Regions from separate parts of the Sus scrofa genome. Here region 2 is linked to region 1. A link is a contact called in public Hi-C data. All regions are on one chromosome and are shown on one strand. The core of a region is the stretch at or near the end of the contact, and the rest is flanking DNA. Distances in the headings are between cores, read along the strand shown. Region 1 has its middle 260 kb from the start of CCDC54. Region 2 has its middle 440 kb from the start of CBLB.

Evidence for each region. Hi-C and Micro-C count contacts between places; a contact is called where the count stands out from the background.
Region 2: a Hi-C map of embryonic fibroblasts shows a contact between it and region 1, with 2.4 times the contacts expected there. The contact joins two enhancer-like sites. A contact is called at or near these places in 2 of 47 Hi-C or Micro-C datasets (embryonic fibroblasts and fetal skeletal muscle).

The regions. Positions count from the first base shown.
Region 1 is chr13:152,417,729-152,422,909 of Sscrofa11.1, forward strand. No RefSeq gene overlaps it. Among named protein-coding and RNA genes, the nearest start is that of CCDC54, 260 kb to the left of the region's middle. Within about 2 kb of position 2,388, at least 5 of the 83 cell types and tissues checked have an H3K27ac peak or open chromatin away from gene starts, as enhancers often do. A contact at or near this core is called in embryonic fibroblasts, where this site is marked.
Region 2 is chr13:153,041,913-153,046,769 of Sscrofa11.1, forward strand. No RefSeq gene overlaps it. Among named protein-coding and RNA genes, the nearest start is that of CBLB, 440 kb to the right of the region's middle. Within about 2 kb of position 2,584, at least 12 of the 83 cell types and tissues checked have an H3K27ac peak or open chromatin away from gene starts, as enhancers often do. A contact at or near this core is called in embryonic fibroblasts, where this site is marked.

The sequences.
Region 1 (5,181 bases), core at 1,138-3,637:
AAGAAATGTAATGTCTAAGTCATATTTGTGTGAGTGGTTGCTTTTCCGTGGAAATCGTTGCCTCTCCCAAACCCTTATCTCAGTAGGTGTCACTAGAGCTTTTCAACATTAGAATTTAGATTCAATCACGCTACATCTCTGTGCATGACTTTGGGTATATAAATGATAGATTTAATGTCTGTCTGTATCTATGACTTTTGTTAAGCTGCATAGGAACCATAAAAGAGCAGATCTCTGCTCACAGGGGTGGCTGAAAGGTTGCTATTGCTGCTGAAACTGTAAAGCAATTTTCTATTGTAAAACCTGTAGTAATTGAACTTAGGAAAGGTGGATTCCTGGGGGGATTGAGGAGGGGATGTGTGTGGGATGCTTTTGAATGAGTCACTCAGCAGGATTGGGGGCATTCCTCAGACTAGAGTGGGTTACTTGGAAAGGTGGACATGAGCTTTGAATTGAGAAAAGATAGGCCTTTCTGGACCCTGGGAGGGATCTGGCATGAGGCAGAGAAGCTCATGGGATGATAACATCTTCCAGAAAATTTGGAACCTAGGTCCTGATACTAACTGCAAAGAGTAGGTTAAGACTTGCCTCTCATTGGCTGATGTAATGATTAAAGGTCAGTGGAGGCATCGTGTTTTAAAAACTAAAGCAGAACCCAAAGCTCTTTCCTTTTCATCAGGGGCCTGCAGAGGGAGGAGAGAGGTAGAGGGTGGACGGAGTGTTAAAGAAGGAAAACACTGTTTATTGCGTACCTCCCTTCCCTAAGCTGCAGAAAAGCCCTCCCGTAGGGCTTGGAGGTACGAGTCTGAAGAAGGGATTACTGAGGAGAAGAAAGAAACAGGGGAGTCTGTGTTCCTTCTCAGATCACTTGGCAAGTGGATGCTGGTTATCTTAGGAGAGGGAGTTTATGCTCAGGAAAGAGTTCCCTTGTATTTGGGTTCCTTGATATTCTTTGGGTCCTCATTTATAAGCTATTCCACATAATTTTATGAGTTTCTATCCTCCGTAAGTCATTTATACCTCATAATCACTCTAGAATGAATATATTTATGGGTCACCCATTCCATATACAAAATTCCAAAATCTAGGAAGCTCTAACTTTTTTTATTATTATTATTTTTTAATGGTTGCATCTGTTGCATACGGAAGTTCCCCAGCCAGGATTTGGGATTGAATCCAAACTGTAGCTGTGATCTATGCTGCAGTTGCAGCGATGCCAGATCCACTGCACTGGGCTGAGGATCAACTCTATGTCTCTGCAGCAACCCCAGCAGCCTCAGTTGTATTCTTAACCCCCCGCACCACAGTGGGAACTGCCAGAAAGCTCTAAATTGGAAAGTTCTTCTGTAATTTTGGTGACAGCACCTAACTTTCCATAAAAATATTAATAAATTTTATTTTTCTCATCGAGTAGATTATTCATATTTCATTTTTCTGTAGGAATATCAATATGTTTGTTTAATAATTGCTGTCCTGGACATTATGGGTATTACATAAATTTGGTATATGTACTACATTCCATAATGAAAAAATTCTGAAGTCTAGTCCCAAGGATATCAGGTAAGAGGCTGGGAACATGTATTATCTCTAGATTAAAGGTCAAACTGAGGTTAAGTAGGGTAAGTGCTTGACTTAAGGTCACATAACCAGCAAGCAATGGATTTCAACTCAGGTACTTTGGAACAGTGGTTTCTTTTTCAAGAGAACTATAACCAGTTTCAGTGAATTCTTTGTTTTTGAGTCGGGGAATTATTTTGATGCACCACTTTCAAAAGAATAATGAAAGATATCTTTGAGAGCTGTAGCCATAGGCAAGCACTCACTACCAATCCATCATTCACTCTGTAAAGACAGAGAAGCCTTCTGTTTTTCTTTCAGTTTGCAGGAGCGTGTTCATTCCATATGTACCTTTCTCTTTAGCATTAGTTCCTGGATGACATACTGGCTTCCTGTCATTTCAAGCAGGATGTCTTCTTAGCAACACAAATAAAACATGATGAGGACAAAGCAAACACAATCCCTGGGCCATCTGTATATGAAGTATGAACCTGTAATCCTTGTCACTCTTTCCAGACCTCAGTTCTTGATCTCAGTCTGTTTCTATAGTCTTTTATTTTTCCGTTCATTACCCTTCACCAAAGAATGTTGTCTGATGCCATCTTCACTTTTTAAGTGCTTACTTTTAAAGGGCTGACTTTTCCTTTTCTCTTAGTCATGTGCCAATCTTGGTGGATTAAGTGATTTAGTTGATTTAGTGGTGCATAGTCAGAATTCCATGATTATGGGTCATATTTATTTTAGAAATGGAGACGTGTACAAGGCAGAACTCATCTGTCTTTGTTATCTTGGGCTGCCGTAACAAAATACCATAGACTGGGTGGATTTAAACCACAGACATTTCTCAGAGTTCTGGCTGCTGAGAAGGCCAGTATCAAGGTGCCAGCAGATTTGGTTCTTGGCACCACGTACTCATTGTGCTCTTGTGGTGGAGAGAGTGAGTGCTCAGTTCTCTCTCTTCCTTTTCTTGTAAGGATAGAAATCCTATCATGAGGGCCCCACCTTCATGACATCATCTAAACCTAATTACCTCTGAGGGCCCCACCTCCAAATACTATTACACCAGGACTTATGGCTTCAATATGAATTGGGGGAGGGGGCACAATTTAGTTCATAAAATCATCTATTTACTATAATCACATTCTTTTCATATTTAAAACTTCTGTGTAGATATATACATAGCACTGGATTGGTAGTCAAAAATATTCTGGCTCCTGCTTTGCTACTGGAGGGAAAACCACCTTAATCTTTGGATTTCTCTTTCATTATATATTAAAGAATAAGGTGGAACTAAATGATCTCCATAGAAACCCCAGTTTAAATAATTTTGTCAATAGTCTTAACACTATGTTACATGTATAACAGAGCAACACAGATGTAATAATATCTCTAAAGTGTACTATCGCTAAAGACTTTTTTGTTAACTTCACTTTTTCGTATTATTTAGTGATTTATCCATCTTTTCTGAGTTGCTACAAGTAAACATTTTCCTAGTTTCACAGATTTTTTTATTAATTAATTTATTACATTTATAGTTGTACAATGATCATCACAATTCAGTTTTATAGGATTTCCATCCCACAACCCCAGCGCATTCCCCCATCCCCCAACAGTCTTCTTTGGAAACCATACGTTTTTCAAAGTCTGTGAGTCAGTATTTGTTCTGCAAAGAAGTTCAGTCTGTCCTTTTTTCGTATTCCACATGTCAGTGAAAGCATTTATGTTGGTGTCTCATTGTCTGACTGGCTTCACTTAGCATGATAGTTTCTAGGTCCATCCATGTTGCTAAAAATGCTGGTATTTCGTTCCTTTTAATGGATGAGTAATATTCCATTGTGTATATGTACCACCTCTTCTTGATCCATTTCTCTGCTGATGGACATTTAGGTTGTTTCCATGTCTTGGCTATTGTAAATAGTGCTGCAATGAACATCAGAGTACATGTGTCTTTGCGAGTCGTGGTTTTCTCTGGATAGATGCCCAGGAGTGGGATTGCTGGATCAAATGGGAGTTCTATGCTTAGTTTTCTGAGGCGTCTCCACACTGTTTTCCACAGGAGTTGCACCAATTTACAATCCCACCAACAGTGTACTAGGGTTCCTTTTTCTCCACACCCTCTCCAGCAGCTATTGTTTGTAGGCTTTTGGATGATGGCCATTCTGGCTGGTGTAAGGTGGTACCTCAGAGTGGTTTTGATGTGTATTTCTCTAATAATGAGTGATGTTGAACATCTTTTCATGTGTTTCTTGGCCATCTGTATGTCTTCTTTGGAGAATTGTCTTTTTAGATCGTCTGCCCATTTTTTGATAGGCTTGTTTGTGTTTTTGGTGTTGAGCTGCAGAAGGTGTTTATAAATTTTGGAGATGAATCCCTTGTCCATCGATTCATTTTCAAAGATCTTCTCCCATTCTGTAGATTGTCTTTTCATTTTGTTTAGGGTTTCCTTTGCTGTGCAGAAACTTTTAAGTTTAATTAGGTCCCATGATGATAAATTTAATTAGGAGCTAAATGATCTCCCCATAAACCCCAGTTTAAATAATTTTGTCAAGAGTCTTAACACTATGTTACACGTATAACAGAGCAACACAGAAGTAATAATATCTCAAGTGTACTATCGCTAAAGACTTTTTTGTAACTTCACTTTTTCGTATTATTTAGTGATTTATCCATCTTTTCTGAGTTGCCAGAAGTAAACATTTCCCTGGTTTCACAGGTTTTGGAATAATATTTTTTAACTTATGCTCAATGGATATTTCCATTGTAGATGATAATTGCCATTTGATCTCTTTTTTAATTTCTTTTTAGTGCTCTCATTTTCTTACTGCTCCCTTTTTAGGTAGCTCTTACTTTGCTCTTTTCGGGGAGAAATGATAGTGATAGCACAGTGGTTATAAGAAGTTAGAAGCAAGTGAGATGGAAATCCTATTTTTCCAGAATATAATTTCTGTACAATTTATAGTTTCAAAATTAAACACTGACTTTTTTTAAAACAAAAAAAGTATAAAGTTCCCAGCGTATATGTTTTAAAAAATTCATGATGGGTGAAAAGCATACATGATATTTAAAAGTTTTTATTTATTTATTTATTTATTTATTTACTGTTAAAAGACTGTTCTAAAGTAGCCCTGATTATGTCATTTCAAAATGTATAAAAAATAAAACTGTCACCTATTCAGGTTGGGTGTGACTTTGTTCTTTGTCTTTTCTGTCATACTACCCTGCAGTCATTTGCTTTAACTTGACCCATTTCTTCAAAGATGTGATTGTGTGGGCTTCAGGGGGCTGTCAGCTCTCCTTTCTCCAGATGCTCTGGGCCAGCTCTGGGCCTCCAGACACCTCTGACAGAGGCAAGTCCCTGAGTCGATAACTTTGAAGAGGCTGCTGATCCCAGGACAGATGACAAGATGTGCTGAGCCTTGGGACAGACATGGCAGGATGTTACTATTAAAAGATAGCCCTGATGCTGAGGAAGGGGAGGAAAGCAGATGTGAGGGCAAGATTCAGGTGACAGCCCAAGCACTGCAAGATGCAGGATCTTATGGAGGACGAAGAAAGTAAGTTGGCATTTGGCAGCATGTACAGAGGCGAGATCCGAGTGTGGGCAGTGGAAATTGCAGCTTTCAA
Region 2 (4,857 bases), core at 1,334-3,833, 620 kb after region 1:
ATATAGGGCATAACCAAAAAAAGAGAATACTTTTCTAAACTGAATTATAAAATATTATAATCAAGATTGTGGTGATGCAGCATATTGTAGAAGCCAAAGCTATTAGATGATACCCATTCCTACCTTTGGCACGTTTAGACGTTTAGACATATTTGGCAGCCACAAAGATTCAAAGTCCAGAAGTACTGTTTTTTCACTCCAATTTGCCATTAGGCAATTTCTTAGTCATGTTCTCTAGCCAGAGGTTTCTCTGATGCCACAGGATGAAAAGCATAATTGCCAATAAACACATCATTGATAACACCATCAACTCATTGCTTCTAATCGCTTGAGACAATTTCTTCCTTAAATCCCAATCCTCCTTTTGGACTAGGTCTTTTTCATAACCAATCAACTGATAAATGAAGCCTCACATTGTTTAGAAAACTATGCTTGTCATGGAGCCTACATTTGTCAGACCATCCCCCTAGAGAGTCCCATTCATCAGGCCTTGTCAAGTTGCATTACTCAGCCTCATTAATGCCACCTCACAGGCTGCAGCACTACATCCTGCCTGGAGCTGCCTGATAGACTGCTCTTCCCTGCACAGACTCCTAAGGGGCCCTTTGAGAAATGTTTTATTGAGGGCTCTGGTGAAGGAAATAGAACCTTAATGAAAGACATGCACCAGAGCATAATTAACTGTTACTGCAGCCCGCTGTTCCCATCAGAACTTTCCTCCATTCCTCACCTATGAGGATGATGGCTAACCTTTTCTTAACTGATTTCTTAACTGAAAATGCAGGTAATAGGAGAAACTATTTGAGGACAATTAGAGGAGAGGTGATTTCAAAAGCTGTTTCATTAGGAATGTTTTCTATTTTATTGGTTGAAAGAGGAACCTGTCCTTGATCTCCTAGTTAGTGTAGAATAAGGAAAACAGACCCAGGAGAATAGAAAACAAAGTCAGAACAAAGGCCAAAGATTGTCAAGAAAACCATGAAGCTCAAGAAGTAAATATTTATTTGAATTGCGACAAACATTGTTAGTAGAAGATCAAGATGTCGTAGATTTAAGCTATTTGTCATTGCAAATACGCAACATAGGAGTTTGAGTGGAGGATCATTTAAGACATGACAGTGTATTCTGGAATTAAAGGTGACAGGAAAGCAGAGATTGAGGACAACTGTGCTCTTTTACAAGGCTCTCTCCTGTTCTTTTCTTATTTTCCTAATGTTGACTTCTTTGAAAGAATTAAAATAATTGGAAAGGTTATTTATTTACACCTGCTTTAAAATGCTACACAGGCATGCGTATGTGCATGAGCACACACACACACACACACTCCCCATTCAGCATTATTCCAGAATTATATGCATCTTCTTCTCTGGTCTAATTTCCTTTGAAGAACAGCAAAAGAAGTAAATGGCTTTTTTTTTTTTTTCACTTAAGCCATAAATCAGAGTCCTCTCAACTATGCTGGTATCTGAGGTTGTAGGGCTCCCTTTAGAATGACAGTGTCCAATTATAAGCAAACACTGGCTGTTATCCCCAAGGAAAAGAGAATTCAAAGGATCTGTGAGATAGCACATAGCAAAATAACCTGATGGTTTGATAACTTTTTGACATCTCAATGTTTATTTAGTGCTAATAGTGATAGGCTATATCCATGTCTAAGTGGAATTCATAATTTAAAAGGGCAAGTTTAAAACACCATGTGCTAAGCCTGGATAAAAGGAGTATGACTAGCCGGATGCTTTTAAAAAAATTATATGATTATCTGGAAAGCCCTGTTATCAAGATTTTTGTTGTTATTTATGGAAGAATATTACTTTTTATCCCACTTCTTAGGATCTCATATTTTTTTAATTCCTTAAAACTCTTCACTTAATATTTACATCTTCCTTATTAAAATTCCAAAATTCAAGCGCTCCCAAGTCTTAGAGTTTAAGTGTTTCATGGTAAATTCTTCCCTAACTTGAATCAAATAGCAGTGAAATTTCACCTGAGCTTACATGAAGCTATTCATGTTCTTTATCCACTTGATAGGAATATTGATACACTGAATTCCATTGTCTTTGATTATAGAACACTGACCCAGGTTTAGAAGGGGCATAATGTAATGTATAGTAAATGCCCTTCGTTACGTTTGTGAAATTGGAAAAGTGCTATATTCTGAAATATTTATCTCCAAGGAACTCAGTTAAGTGACAGTGAAACTATATTATATTCTACCACCTGATCCTGGTTTTTCTTATAATTAAGTTTACATGTTTAGGATTAGAAGTTTTGAGATAGAAACTTAATTCTTTTTTTTTTTTTCCTGTAAGAAAGATCACTTCTGCCTTTTCTATTCTTTCCAGATCCAGTTCCTATCTAAAGAAGCCTCAGACTAGCCTTTAAAAGTATTACATGAAAGAGATTTTTAAGGATGAAATGTAAAAATTCTGAAAGAGATATGTAGACCTGAATCTGCGATTCTTCATAAAGCCAAGAGCTGCCTGTTTCGTAAAAACAGGACTAGTCATGTTTCACCCACTGACTAAATAAACTACAAGGAAGAATGCAGCCTGTCAGAGGTTATGGGTAGAAATAGTCACATATCAGGAATTTAAACTCTAGCCTGGGTCATTCCTAAGTAGATGAAGTTCACATCACACTATCCATGGTATGGAATGCTAACCTCAGAAGTCAGAATGAATCATTTCCATTGGTTCTTTATTGCTGTATAGCAAATTACCACAAACCTAGAGGTTTAAAACAATGTCTGCTTTTAAACTCACAGTGCTCTAGGCCAAAGACCGAGCCGACTCAGCTGGTTGCTCTGCTTGGGGTCATGCAAGGACAAAATCAAGGTGTCAGCTGGGCTGAGCTGTTATCTGGACATCCCAGGAAAGAATTTGCTTCCCAGTTCATTCAGGTTGTTGGAAGAATAAGTTCTTTGTAGGTATAGATTGGAGGTACTTGCTCCTTTTCTGCCTTTAATTATATCTGAAAAATTTCTTTGCCAGTGTTTCTGCCAGTGTTCAATCAGAGAAACAGAAAAGGAGACCTGCCTCAAGGGATTTATTGCAAGAATTGGCATAGGTGAGTGTGAGGATTGGCTCGGAAAGTCTGAAATCTGTAGGACAGCTTGGCAGGGAGAGCAGGCTGGAATGGTAGTCCACATACAGGATTTCTTCTGAGAAGTCTCAGTTCTGCTCTTAAGACCTTTCAACTGATTAAATCAGGCGCACTCAGACTAGCTGGGCTAATCTTACTTACTTAAAGTCAGCTCATTATGACTTTAATCAAATCTACAAATACCTTCAGAGAAACTCCTAGATTACTCTTTGATTGACTAACTAGAGACTATAACTAAGCCAAATTGGCGTATAAGTTAACCATTACAGCCCTGTAATATAACATAATCATAAGGTAACATCGGGAGATATGGGTCATGGGGCCCATCTAGAGTTCTGGCTACTATACAACTGAAGCTCCTTAGACACAAAAGAAATAAACCACTCTACAGAGAACCTCCCATGTCAGAGCAAGAACTTTAGATTCTCCGAAGAATCCTAATAAAAATGAACTCATGTTAAATAATTGTATATCAGATGAGGAAACTATCACCTTAAGGAAGAATTGGTGACATAGCAAGGAGAGGACTAACACCAAGAAATGGAAGCAACATTACAATCTAAAATAAAATATGAATACTCAATTGGTAAATGATTAAAACTTTTTTTCAAAGAATAGAAATCACAATGAAAGTACTAAACTGCCATAGATGAGCAGGAAAGTTTAGGGTAGGAAGAAATTCAACAATAAGAAATAAAATAGGAGTTCCCGTCATGGCACAGTGGAAATGAATTAAACTAGGTTTCGTTGTGGGTTTATCCCTGGCCTTGCTCAGTGGGTTCAGGATCTGGCGTTGCCATGAGCTGTGGTGTAGATCACAGACACGGATCAGATCTCGAGTTGCTGTGGCTGTGGTGTAGGACAGAATCTGTATCTCTAATTGGACCCCTAGCTTGGGAACCTCCATATGTCATGGGTGTGGCCCTAAAAATAAAAAAAAAAAGAAAAGAAATAACCCCTCAATTTAGAAGCAATAACAAAGTAAATAAGTACATTTTAAAGATTATAAGATGACAAGTTCCACTGAGAAAATATACCAGGAGAAGATGACCTTGAAAAAAATCATAGAATAGTTCCTTTCATGGCCCAGTGGTTAATGAACCCAACTAGAATCCATGAGGTTGCAAGTTTGATCCCTGACCTCGCTCAGTGCTTTAAGGAGCCAGCATTGCCATAAGCTGTAGTGTAGGTCGCAGACACAGCTCCGATCTGGCATTGCTGTAGCTGTGGTGTAGGCTGGCAGCTCTAGCTCTGATCTGACCCCTAACCTGGTACTTCCATATGCCAAGGGTGTGGCCCTAAAAAGAAAGAAAGAAAGAAAAGAAAAAAAGAAAAAAATCATAGAAAATGTAACCCAAAGAGATAAAGTTATGGGTCACACCAAAAGCAATTCTGAATCATAGAGGACAGACTCAGTATTTAATACAGTTCCATAAGAGAAAATGAGAGAGGCAATATTCAGTACAAAAAAAGGACCACATTTTCTTGAGTTTAAGAAATGTAGAACATCAGTAATATAGAAATATTAAAAATATCTCAAAAAAATTCCTAAGATACTTAAAAAATAATAATTAGGCTAAAAGTAAACATTTTTCCAGAGAACAGTGAAATGAAATAATATCCTGTTGCTGAGGTAAAGTGATTATCAATTTAGAACTCTACTCATTGCTATGGACTCAAGAGAGAGACTGAATAACACTTTCAAAGACTGAGAGTTTATTACCTTCAGAATGTACTTTACTAACATGGAAACTA